2 separate regions of the Cricetulus griseus genome follow, and region 1 is linked to region 2. The links are chromatin contacts, called in public Micro-C maps. All regions are on one chromosome and are shown on one strand. Each heading gives the region's core, a stretch centred on a gene start, on an enhancer-like site or on the middle of the called end of the contact. The rest is flanking DNA. Distances are from core to core; before and after follow the strand shown. Region 1 holds the start of P4hb (prolyl 4-hydroxylase subunit beta). Region 2 has its middle 16 kb from the start of Slc25a10.

Region 1 (5,232 bases), core at 770-3,269, 60 kb after region 2:
GACACCAAACAGTATAAGACTGCTTAAGAAGATATTTTATAAACCTGGGATAAGCTGGTTTCAAGCCGTCCATCCTGTGTCTTGAATGGCTATTATATGAAACTGGTTTTGGAGACCCAAATCTTCTTTTGCTAGTAGTAACTAAATGATTTGCCTACATCAAGGTCCAGCCTCCATGAAAATTGCCTTAGCAGTGGTTGGGTGACAGCTGGAAGCTTGGATTTGCTGTCACCAACAACTAGGTGCTGTGACTGTGAAAGGGTCCCAAAGGGAAAAGTGTAGTGAGAATCATGAATTCTTGGCCTGGTATTAGCACACTATGAGTGACACTTACAAAGTCACCCAAGTGCCACGCCCACTCTATCTGGAAGTAGCTACGTTTCTGTAAGCACCAATAGTTCAGAGCCCCGTATAGTTAGTCAGAGGAGCACTTGCCTCCTTTCCCTCATTGGTCAATGCCCAGATAAACCTCAGCCAACAGGCTCCTCTGGAGGTCATCACAGACATGACATTCTTCCTGTCAGGTACTCCAAAAAGGGAACTTTCTTTCCATGGTCCCCAGATGCAAGAGTTGGTGTGGAGCCCATCTGCCACCAGGGTCCTCTGGAAGCCTCTCAAAGGTGCCCTACCTCTCAGACACACATCTGCTTAGCTACCAAAGCCCACACAATCGTTAAAGGGCAGAGCTAGGGTCACACCTGTATACTCCTTAGGGGACTCTGTGTCTCCATTCTTGAAGAACTTGATTGTAGGGTAGCCACGGACGCCATACTGCTGAGCCAGGTCAGACTCTTCGGTGGCGTCCACCTTGGCCAGTCGAATCTCAGAGCCTTCGGCCTTCAGCTTTGCAGCAGCTTTGGCATATTCGGGGGCCAGAGCTTTGCAGTGGCCACACCATGGGGCATCTGAAAAAGAAAGCAGGACACTGGAAGACAGTCCTTGACCCAGGTCTATGGCTTCCCTTTCTACTTTGTACTTCCTTTCATAAAAACCTTATCAGCACACCAAGATAACCCCTCTTAACGAATACCTGAGACCGAGCTGATAGCTGGTGCTCTTGGGCAATATCAGATCAGGACAGAGGCCACGAGTGACAAACCAACTCCAACCCTACTTTGCCCTGTGACCACCAACACAGCAAAACAGTCCTGACTTGTAACCTCCCACTGCCCCCAGCAATCAGGGTCAATGTATCCCTAAGATTTCCCATTAAGAATCCAGGGAAGGTTAAAAGGTTGCTGGCTCAGCACTATACCTAGCAAGAACGAGCCCAGATGCCTATCCGAAGCTACTCTTTCTGGTGTGAAAATGTGACAATCTGTCAAGGCAGCTTGGCAGCTGTGCTGGAGTTCACATACTTGTAAACAGAAGTAAGGCTTAGGACCTGGCCTGCTTCCCAGTGAGGAGGATGAGGCAGGTTACACGCAGGGTGGGCACAGTTAATGGGGCTGGACCTGTTCTATCGGAATTGCTACTGCACACACAGCCCATCCTGTTTTTTCCCAGCTAACAAGGATCGGGCCATGTGGACGTCGGGCATAAAGACACCTTCCTGCCTCTCGGCCTCTCAGTCATCCTCCAGGAGCCCTGGACACAGCGATTTCCACTTTAGGTAGAAGGATGCTCTCTGGGCGGCTACAAGAAGCCAAGCTGACAGAGGGTGCTCCCGGAGAGCAGCAGCCGGGGACCCGCCAGCCTGAGCTCCGCGGGGCAAGCCGGGATCTCCGGGCCACTGCACCGAGAGCGGCCGGGCGCACAGGGCAGCGCTGGGCGCCGCGGAGGGCGGCCTGAGCTGCGGTCGGGGCCCGGGGCCCTGCCCGCCCCGGCCCGCGGCTCACTCACAGAACTCCACCAGCAGGTAGTTGTGTGCCGCCAGCGCCTCCTTGAAGTTGCTCTTCTTCAGCACCAGGACGTTGTCCTCCTCCTCCGGGGCGTCGGCGCCCACCCTGGCCACCCAGGCCAGGGCCAGGCACAGCAGGGAACGGCTCAGCATGTCGGACGTCGGCAGCGGGCGGGGCGGTTGGGTTGGCGCCGCCGGGACAGCCAAGGCGACGAGAGCGCGCCTGGGTCCGGACCTCGCCTTTATAAATCCTGGGCCGGGGACGCGCCCACACCGCCCCCTCGCCGCGCGCGCCAGCCGCCGCGCGCACGCGCGCCGCCCCGCCGTCTGATTGGCCGAGGCGCTGAGAGGCCCACCCTCTCCGCGCGAGGACTGGACACCCACTCGAGGCGGGCCGCGGAGCCCGGAAGGACCCGGAGGCCCTGCCGTCCTCGCCCGGGATTGGCCCGCAGCGCGCGCGCGCGCGCTCACACGCCGCGTTCCCCAGCCTCTGATTGGCTGGCCGAGGCGAACTTTCTCTTTCTGGACTTGTGACTGGCGACTTTTCCCACGCCTTCCCCACGCCCGGAGGGGCCGCCGCTGGCCACGGCCCGGCCCGGCGGCTCCTGATTGGCCGAGAGATGCGCGCACCCTGCGCGGTTCTTCGTCGAACGTGGCAGGGGGCGGAGTCCCGGGCCCCTGGGTGGAGCTGCGCCTGCGCCCCCGAAGCCCCTCGTGTTGCATTCTGACTGGACCGCGTTTCCGTACTGGCCCCGCCCCCGCGACGCCGCCCGGAAGCCAGAGCCAGGTGGCGCAATTTCCTGTCTGCGTGCGGCCCGTGCGGCTCCTGCCCGGGCGCGGGGTCCCTTGTCGCCCGCCAGTGGGCGTCCCCGCAGGCCGCGGGCACGTTTCCCGGCGCGGAGCGGTCCGAGGCTCCGTCCGCGGCAATGGAGAAAGCCCCTCGCCAGACTGGGTTGACTGCGCGTGGAAACGGCGGCTGTGTGTTGGTTTGGGCTGAACAATGGAAAGTTTGGCGTCTGTGAAACCAGCCTTTAGGTCACGTACGAGACTCACATCTTAATCGCGACTTAGTCCAGAGTAATCGTTACTCCCCGTCTCCTTTTGGGTTTGGGTCTCTCTTGCCCCGACTTGCTTGCAACTCCTACTGGCCTCGAACTTGAAGCGATGGATGCTTTCCAAGCTCTGCCCCAGCCTGCCGAGTGCTGTGGTTGCAGTTGTGTGCACCCTTCTCCTTCCTTACTGCCCGACGCCTGTCACCAGACTTGTGCGCGCGCACACACACACACACCCCGAGTACCCCGAGTGTTCTACTCGCTCCCATCTAGCATCCTCTCGGTTTTGCCCCTTCCTTCCTTCCTTCCTTCCTTCCTTCCTTCCTTCCTTCCTTCCTGTTTCTAGACAGACAGGGTTTCTCTGTAACAGCCCTGGCTGGCCTGGCACTCCCTCTGGAGACCGGGCTGGCGTCGAACTCAGAGATCCACCTGCCTCTGCCTCCCGAGTGCTGGGATTAAAGGTGTGCGCCACCACCACCGCCCAGCTTTTTGCACTTCTTACTATAAAAACAATCCTGATAGTGAAGGGTCATTAGGAAAGGGAACCACTCCCATATCCATATTAAGTATATGCCGTGACTAATAATCTAATAATATACTACTCTCAGAAACGGTGGAGACCGAAATGTGCCTTTGGGTTTTGATAGCTTCTTCCGAGACACTGTAAATGAGGGCATGTGTCACCTTTCCTACATGGGACTCCTCTTAGAGTTTCCTACCTTAAAGACCAAGTCCCCTGTGCTCCAGCCGCTGCATCCTGTGCCGGTGACTTTACAGGCCTAGGAGGGCTATGAGCAAATGTGCCCTTGAAGAGCACTCTGAGGACGCCCTCTTCTCCCCAGTCCAGCAGCAGCTGGGCTAGGTGCTTGTCCCTTTCTCTGCCTAACTAAGTACCTGTGCACATTCCTGCTCCTCTGCCTAACTAAGTACCTGTGCACATTCCTGCTCCTTGGTACGGGGCAGAGATTGCTTCAGGTCAGCTGCACCATCTTCCACTGTTTTTGTGGTTGCCTAACAACCATGATTTGGAGCCAAGACAAAGAGTTTAGGAAGTCGGCTGGCTGGTAGTTTTCCCTTGTAATCCAAGCATGAGAGAGAGAGAGGCAGATGGATAAATTGTTTTGTTTTTAAGGCCTGCCCCCCACCCCCACCCCCTAGTCCTATTGCATTCAAACTCACTGTGTAGACCAGTGAGGCCCTGAACTTTCAGCAATCCTACTGCCTCTGCCTCCAAGCTGCTGGGATTACATGTATGTTCAACTACCCTGGTGAGTACCAGGAGCTAAAGGACAGCATGGGTTACTTGAGACCTTGTCCCCCCAAAATTAAAAAGTATCATGGTTTTGGTTGCAAATACTAGGGGTGGGATGTTTTGTCTATGGAAGGGAACAGAGTTGTGGGGCAGGGTTGGGTATGATAGTTTAAAGACAACTTACCTGCAGGGCACAGAGTAAAATACAAACAAGTAGTGGGAAAGGAAAGAAAGAGAATTCCAGATGCATACAGATTGGAGTAGATAGGACCGAGTCTCAGCTTACCTCTGGGCTGCCTGTGGCAGACACAGGGTACATAAAACTCCCAATGTAGGTAACTGTCCTATCTGCACAACAGGGAGGGCTGCTTACTGACAATGTGGAAAGAAGGGCCGGCCCTGAAGCATCAGTCTCTCCTGTGTGATCTCAGAATCTTAGACTGATGAATATCTGCCCTTTCCGCATTGACCATCTACACAGACCCAAACAGGCACAGCAGTGAGTTCTTGAGAAGCCAGGAGGAGGCCTGAAATTCTTGGGCCCTCTGGGTTTGTTGAGTAGGTGAGTAACATACAGGTATTATGTCCCAAACCAAGAATGCAAGTTGCATCATCTGAACATCTATGGACTGCAGCCTCGAGAGCCAAGCTGGGAACTTCCCTTTGTTTCCCAAGACCTGTTTTATGCCTTCTAAGAGCAGCTCCCACTGCAGAAGAGGGAGTTTGGACATCATAGTGTCCAGGTCATGCAAGACCCACACTGACTGCTATTTTCTCCAGCCATTGGAAATAAATCAAAGTAAAGAGTATCACCCAGGCAGTGGTAGTGCTACCCTTTAATCCCAGCACTTGGGGAACAGAGAAGGTGGATCCCTGTGAGTTTGAGGCCAGCCTGGTCTACAGAGTGAGTGCCAGGACAGGCTCCAAAGCTACACAGAGAAATCCTGTATCGAAAAACAAAAGAGGCCAGGCAGTGGTGGAGCACACCTTTAATCCCAGCACTTGGGAGGCAGAGGCAGTCTCTGTGAATTCGAGACCAGCCTGGCCTACAAGAGCTAGTTCCAGGACAGCCTCCAAAGCCACAAAGA
Region 2 (5,704 bases), core at 2,429-4,928:
GCTCATAACTGTTGAGCTATCTCTCCAGCCCCTTCTTTAATGTTTAACATTTATTTATTTACTGTGCATGTGGATGGGAATGGAGGGTAGCTAAGGTCAGAGGACAGATTTCATGAGCAGCTTCTCTCTTCCTACCATGTGGGTCCCAGGAATTGAACTCAGGCCAGCAGGCTTGGTGGCAGCATCTTTACCTGCTGAGCCATCTCACCAGCCCTTGTTGTCCTTTCTTTGTTTTTTGAAGCAGGGTTTCTCTGTGTAGCTTTGGAGCCTGTCCTGGAACTCACTGTGTAGACCAGGCTGGTCTCGAACTCACAGAGATCTGCCTGCCTCTGCCTCCCGAGTACTGGGACTAAAGGCGTGCGGCACCAATGCCCGGCATTTGTTTATTTTTATTTTACTTGCATTTGTATTTTGTCTGTATCTATGTCTGTGTGAGGGTGTCAGTTATGGAGTTACAGACAGTTGTGAGCTGCCATGTGGGTGCTGGGAATTGAATCAGAGACCTTTGCAAGAGCAGTCAGTGCTCTTAACTGCTGAGCCATTTCTCCAGCCCTTTCAGGGTGAGCTTTTAAGAACAAAAACCATATCCTGGGTTGGCATACTTCAGTTAGCAAGAACGGTGAGTCAGAACAGAATTACAGAATCCTGATTAGTGCATTTAGAGACTTTCCGGGAACTATGGATGGATTAGGTCTTTGTCTTGGCAGGTGGTGCTGTTTATGTGCTGAGTTTTTATGGAGTCAGCTGTGCTAAGGTGTGGGGGCTACTGAGATATGAGAGCTTGTTACAGAAATGGCTTGGGTGCTCTTCTTGGAAGTCACTCCACCAGGCTCCACCAGGAATGCTTCTGTTTTCCCTGTTCTCTCTCCCTCCCTCCCTTCGTCCATCCCCCTCTCTCCCTCCCACCTCCCCCCCACCCCTCTCTCGGGTCCCTCTGTGTAGCATGGCTGTGGCTGTCCTAGAACTCACTCTGTAGACCAGGCTGATCTCAAACTCAGAGATCCAACTGCTTCTGTCTCCCGAGTGCTGGGATTAAAATTGTGCACCGCCGCTGCCCAGCTTGTCCTCTTCTTTCTTGGTGAATTGTTTTAGGAAAGATTGGGTGTTCTCTCATGGAAGCCTGTGGTCCTGGAGCCTGACTGGGGCAGCCCCAGCGCTCTCCAGTGTCCTTCCAGTGAGGAAGGAGCATGAGGGGACTGTGTACAAGCTGAAGGATTCAATCCTTTCACTTGCGTTGCTTTGGCTGAATTGGATCTTCTCAGTCGCTGGGGTTGTAATTCTTTTCAGGGACCAGGTTTTACAATAGAACCTGTCTAACAACAGAACAAAAAGCAGCTTTCCTTTCTTTCTTTCTTTCTTTCTTTCTTTTTAAACTTTTTGGCTGCTTCAAGGTATGGTTGAGGTTGGAATGTTTTTATTGTAGATGTCTGGGAGAGCATTGCCAGAGGCATCCGGGAGAGACAGAGAAGGGAGAGAAGGCAGTAGACAGAACGCGGCCGGCAGACTGGGTCTGGTCATGAGAAGATAGAGGAACTCAGAGAATTTGGAGAAGGAGACCAAGAGAGAAGGGTGAGAGAGAGGGACCAAGACAGCATCAGGGCTGTATAGGAATGAGAAACTTCGGGAGAGAAGCCTGGAGAAGCTTAGAGCAGGGGGCAGGGTGAGAAAAGCTGAGGATGGCCAGGGTACCAGCATGGACTCTGTAACGGTACTTGTGATCCTGAGAGCCTGAAGTTCAGCCTGTGCTGAGTTTCTTCTGTACTGCTTTTGACTCTCTTCTGTGTAGCCCTAACTGACCTGGACCTCACCATACAGACCAGGCTGACCTTGAGTTTACAGAGATCTAGCTGTCTCTGCCTCCCAAGTACTAGGATTAAAGGTGTGTGCCACTATGCCTGGCCTCTCACTTTTTTTTTCTTAAATGTATTTATTTTATGTATGTAAAACATGTTTTGCCTGCATGTCTATCTGTCTGTGTACCTTGTGCATGCCTGGTGCCAGTGGAGACCAGAAAAGGGGTTGAATTCTCTGGGACTGGAACTACAGACATGTAGGAGGTAGAAACTGAACCCAGATCCTTTGGGAAAAAGGTGTCCTTAATCACTGAGCCATCTCTGCAGTCCCCAGGTTTCCCTTTGGATCTGTGAGGTAGGCCCTGCCTTGCCGGTAGATGTCTGGGGATGCATTTCCTGCCTCCGGTGAAGAATTTCCCTGGCAGAGTCCTTTTCTGGAGCTTTTGGTCTTCACTGAGGGTCTTTGCTCCCTGACTATTCCAGTCTTGGCCTATTTCCTCTGTGGTCCCTGTGAACGCCTCCACCTCCCACTCTGAGCTGGACAAGTAACTCTGAGTCTGTCCTCAGCTGCCACTGATTCAACCTCACACCGCCCCCTTCTGATCCTTCCTAGGTGACAAGAGGTGAATAGAAGCAACCCAACCTGCCCTTTGTCCCATCGCTGCAGGTTGTCAAAGGTCAAGCCTGGACAACCTGAAGCCCTTAGTTGTTTTCACTTGGAGTCTAGATGCAGGCAAGGATTGGCCAAATGAGACAGCATGCTCTGAAGGTAGAGAAAGGCTGAGGAAGGAAGAAAGGAAGAAGGGTGGCTGTGTTTTCAGTTACGTCCATGTATGGAAGTCAGGGAGGCAGAAACACAGGAAAACAACTACTTCCTTGACACTCTAGCAAGAGGATTAGAGTAGGGGGGACTTCCTCCTGCCCCACTGTGGCCTAGAGCTAGGTGCAGTGCTTGCCTGTAATCCCTAAACCAGAGGCCAAGGCAAGAGGATTAGAAGGCTGATGCCCCGTAGTGAATTGGAAACCAGCCTGGGCTACAGGACAGCCTAAGGCAGTGTGCATGAAGGGGCTACTGGGGAATCTGGCTGCGGCCCCTCTGGCCCTGGCTCCTGGTTAGTGTCAGCCTGGTGATATCTGGAGCTGCATACTAGCATGGTGACTCAGCAACTGTCTTAGTTGCAGTTTCTACCACCTTTGTGGACACCATGAGCAAAGGCAATACGGGGAGGAAAAGGTTTCTTTCAGCTGACAACTCTCAGGTCACAGTCCATCATTGAGAAAGTCAGAGAAGAAACTAAAGGCAGGAACCTGGAGGCAGGACTGAAGCAGAAGCCACAGAGCAATGGGTCTATCGGATTGCTCGATACTTCCTTATACACCGCAGGTGCCCACGGGTGGCACCACCCACAATGGGCTGTGCCCTCCCACATATATCACTAATTTAAAAAATTCCCAAGGCTGGAGAGATGGCTCAGAGGTTAAGAGCACTGGCTGGTCTTCCAGAGGTCCTGAGTTCAATTCCCAGCAGCCACATGGTGGCTCACAACCATCCGTTATGAGATCTGGTGCCCTCTTCTGGTGTGCAGATATACATGGAAGCAAAATGTTGTATACATAATAAATAAAAAAAATCAAGACTACGTAAAAAAATAATCCTTTAATTACATGTTTCGTGGCTGTGTCAAAGCTGGATGGGGACGGCCGAGGACAATCCCTGGTGTCCCGGCAGCAGGCAGTGTAGCCGCCTGAGTTTAGGGACAGCACGTAACTCCCGCAGTGGCCTCTGGGTGGCAGCCACGTAGCGCCGACTGACCGGCCTGTGGGCTGTGGTTGGAACCGGACTGGTCGGGGTGGATGAGTAGGTAGACCCAGAAAGGGTGTGGCTCAGGCAGATGGAGGTGCGGCCTAGACTCTGAGGTGCCATGCTCGCAAGGCCCGGGAGTGGACGTGGCAGTCCAGGGTCCAGCCTGAAGCGGGAGCCCAGCCCCGGGATGGGACTCAGCGCTGGGCCTGTGCTGGCCCAGCACAGCCCTTACAGGTGGAGGGAGGATCCGGCCAAAGCTGGAGAGCTGGCAAAGTGTGTCTCCTAGGATTGTCTGGGAGCATTAGCAGGGTGGAAACGCAAAAGAGCAAAACGTTGGGGCAACTGGGGACCTGAACATAGTAAGTGTTAGGTGGCCAGGGCTATAGAATTGAACAGTCTACAAAGAAAAACAAAAACTGCCCCGGGCACACATACTTGGGGAGGGACCAGCAGACCAGGGTGGGCCTGGCTGCTCCTGGGATCTGGAACTCAGGCTGCGGGGTGGGTGGCCGGCTCACTGGGCTGGCATCAGATGGGCCATGGTGATGGATCTTCCCAGTCCACTCAGCGGGGCATCCCGGGGGGGGGGTGAGTGCTGCCTGGCACAGGGTGCCCTGTGCCTCCTTAGTAATAGGGGTGTGAGTTCCACCCAGACCCCTAGCCAGGCTTAGCTGAAGACAGGCTCAGCCTCTCCTGTCGAAGCCCAGAGTGTCCTCACTGCAGGCCCCCTCCTGGACCTATTACCAGAGTGTCCTCACTGCAGGCCCCCTCCTGGACCTATTACATGTTTCCAGAGGGCTGAACATCTACTAGGACCCCCTGCAGCGCCCCCTTCCTTCCCCAGGGCAGAGATGTCCAGGGAACAGCACCCAGAACAACACGTCCCCCCTCTCCCCTTCCCCCCCCCCCCCCCGGGGTCTTCCCACATTTCCTCCAGTACAGCCTGGGGACCTCCTGGAAGAGTCCCCAGGATCCACCCCCATCCCCGGCAAGACACTTTGGAGGGCTTGTGTTTGCACATTCGGTCCCCACAGCTGGGCTTCCTGGGATCACCCACTTCCTCTTCCCCCTGCCCAACAGTCCCTGGGATTTCCCAGCCTAATTGAATCAGCAGAAGGGTGTGTGACCTCAACTGGTCTAACTTTGGGCAACGTGGGGGAGGGAAACTCTCTCTGAGGTAGGGCAGCAGGCAAAGACAGACAAAATGACTGCTGCAGTAGTCCAAGGAGGAAGCTGACACACCGAGGTGGCCAAAGAGGGAGAAGAGGGAGCCAGGGCCCCCCAACAAAGCTTTTCTGAAGCCTACCTCGTGTCACTTAGTACTGGGAAAATTTCTCCTTCCGGCCAATTATTTATTTATTTGTTTACAGGGTTTCTCTGTGTAGCTTTGGAAACTGTCCTGGCACTCACTCTGGAGACCAGGCTGGCCTCGAACTCACACAGATCCACCTGCCTCTGCCTCCCGAGTGCTGGGATTAAAGGTGTGTGCCACCAACGCCCGGCTTGAAGGCTTGTTTCTTTCCAACCTTTTTTTTTTTTAAGGATTTATTTATTTATCATGTAAACAGTGTTCTGCCTGCACGTCTGCCTTCAGGCCAGAAGAGGGCACCAGATCTCATTACAGATGGTTGTGAGCCACCATGTGGGTGCTGGGAATCAAGCTTAGGAACTCTGGAAGATCAGGCAGTGCTGTTATCTGCTGAGCCATCTCTCCAGCCCCATTACATGAAATTTTAAAAGAATTAATACAAATATTGTATTTTTTGTTTGGTTTTTCAAAACAGGGTTTCTCTGTGTAGCTTTGGAGCCTGTCCTGCAATGTGCTTTGTAGACCAGGTTGGCCTACAGAGACCAGAATTCACAGAGATCTGCCTGCCTCTGGTGGGACTATAGGTGTGCACCACCACCTTGGCTAAAGTTTTTTTTTTCAAAGATATTTAAAATATAATATGCCGGGCAGTGGTGGCACACGGCTTTTATCCCAGTACTCGGGAGGCAGAGGCAGGTGGATCTCTGTGAGTTTGAGATCAGCCTTGTCTCCAGAGTGAGCTCCAGGACAGCCTAGCTTAAAGGTGTGTGCCACCCACAGCCCAGCGTGATGGTCCTG

What was found. A called contact is a pair of places that touch in the nucleus more often than the background predicts.
Region 1: a contact with region 2 is called in a Micro-C map of the CHO-K1 cell line, with 2.9 times the contacts expected there. The contact joins the promoter of P4hb here to the enhancer-like site in region 2. A contact is called at or near these places in 3 of 8 Hi-C or Micro-C datasets (the CHK-Q cell line, the CHO-K1 cell line and liver).

Annotation. Positions count from the first base shown.
Region 1 is chr7:133,059,850-133,065,081 of CriGri-PICRH-1.0, forward strand. It overlaps P4hb (prolyl 4-hydroxylase subunit beta), which reads right to left and starts at 2,020. Exons shown (of 11, transcript NM_001246693.2): 1 at 1,843-2,020; 2 at 699-905. The coding sequence starts at 1,993.
Region 2 is chr7:132,998,358-133,004,061 of CriGri-PICRH-1.0, forward strand. No RefSeq gene overlaps it. Among named protein-coding and RNA genes, the nearest start is that of Slc25a10, 16 kb to the left of the region's middle. Within about 2 kb of position 3,679, at least 2 of the 6 cell types and tissues checked have open chromatin away from gene starts, as enhancers often do. A contact at or near this core is called in the CHO-K1 cell line, where this site is marked.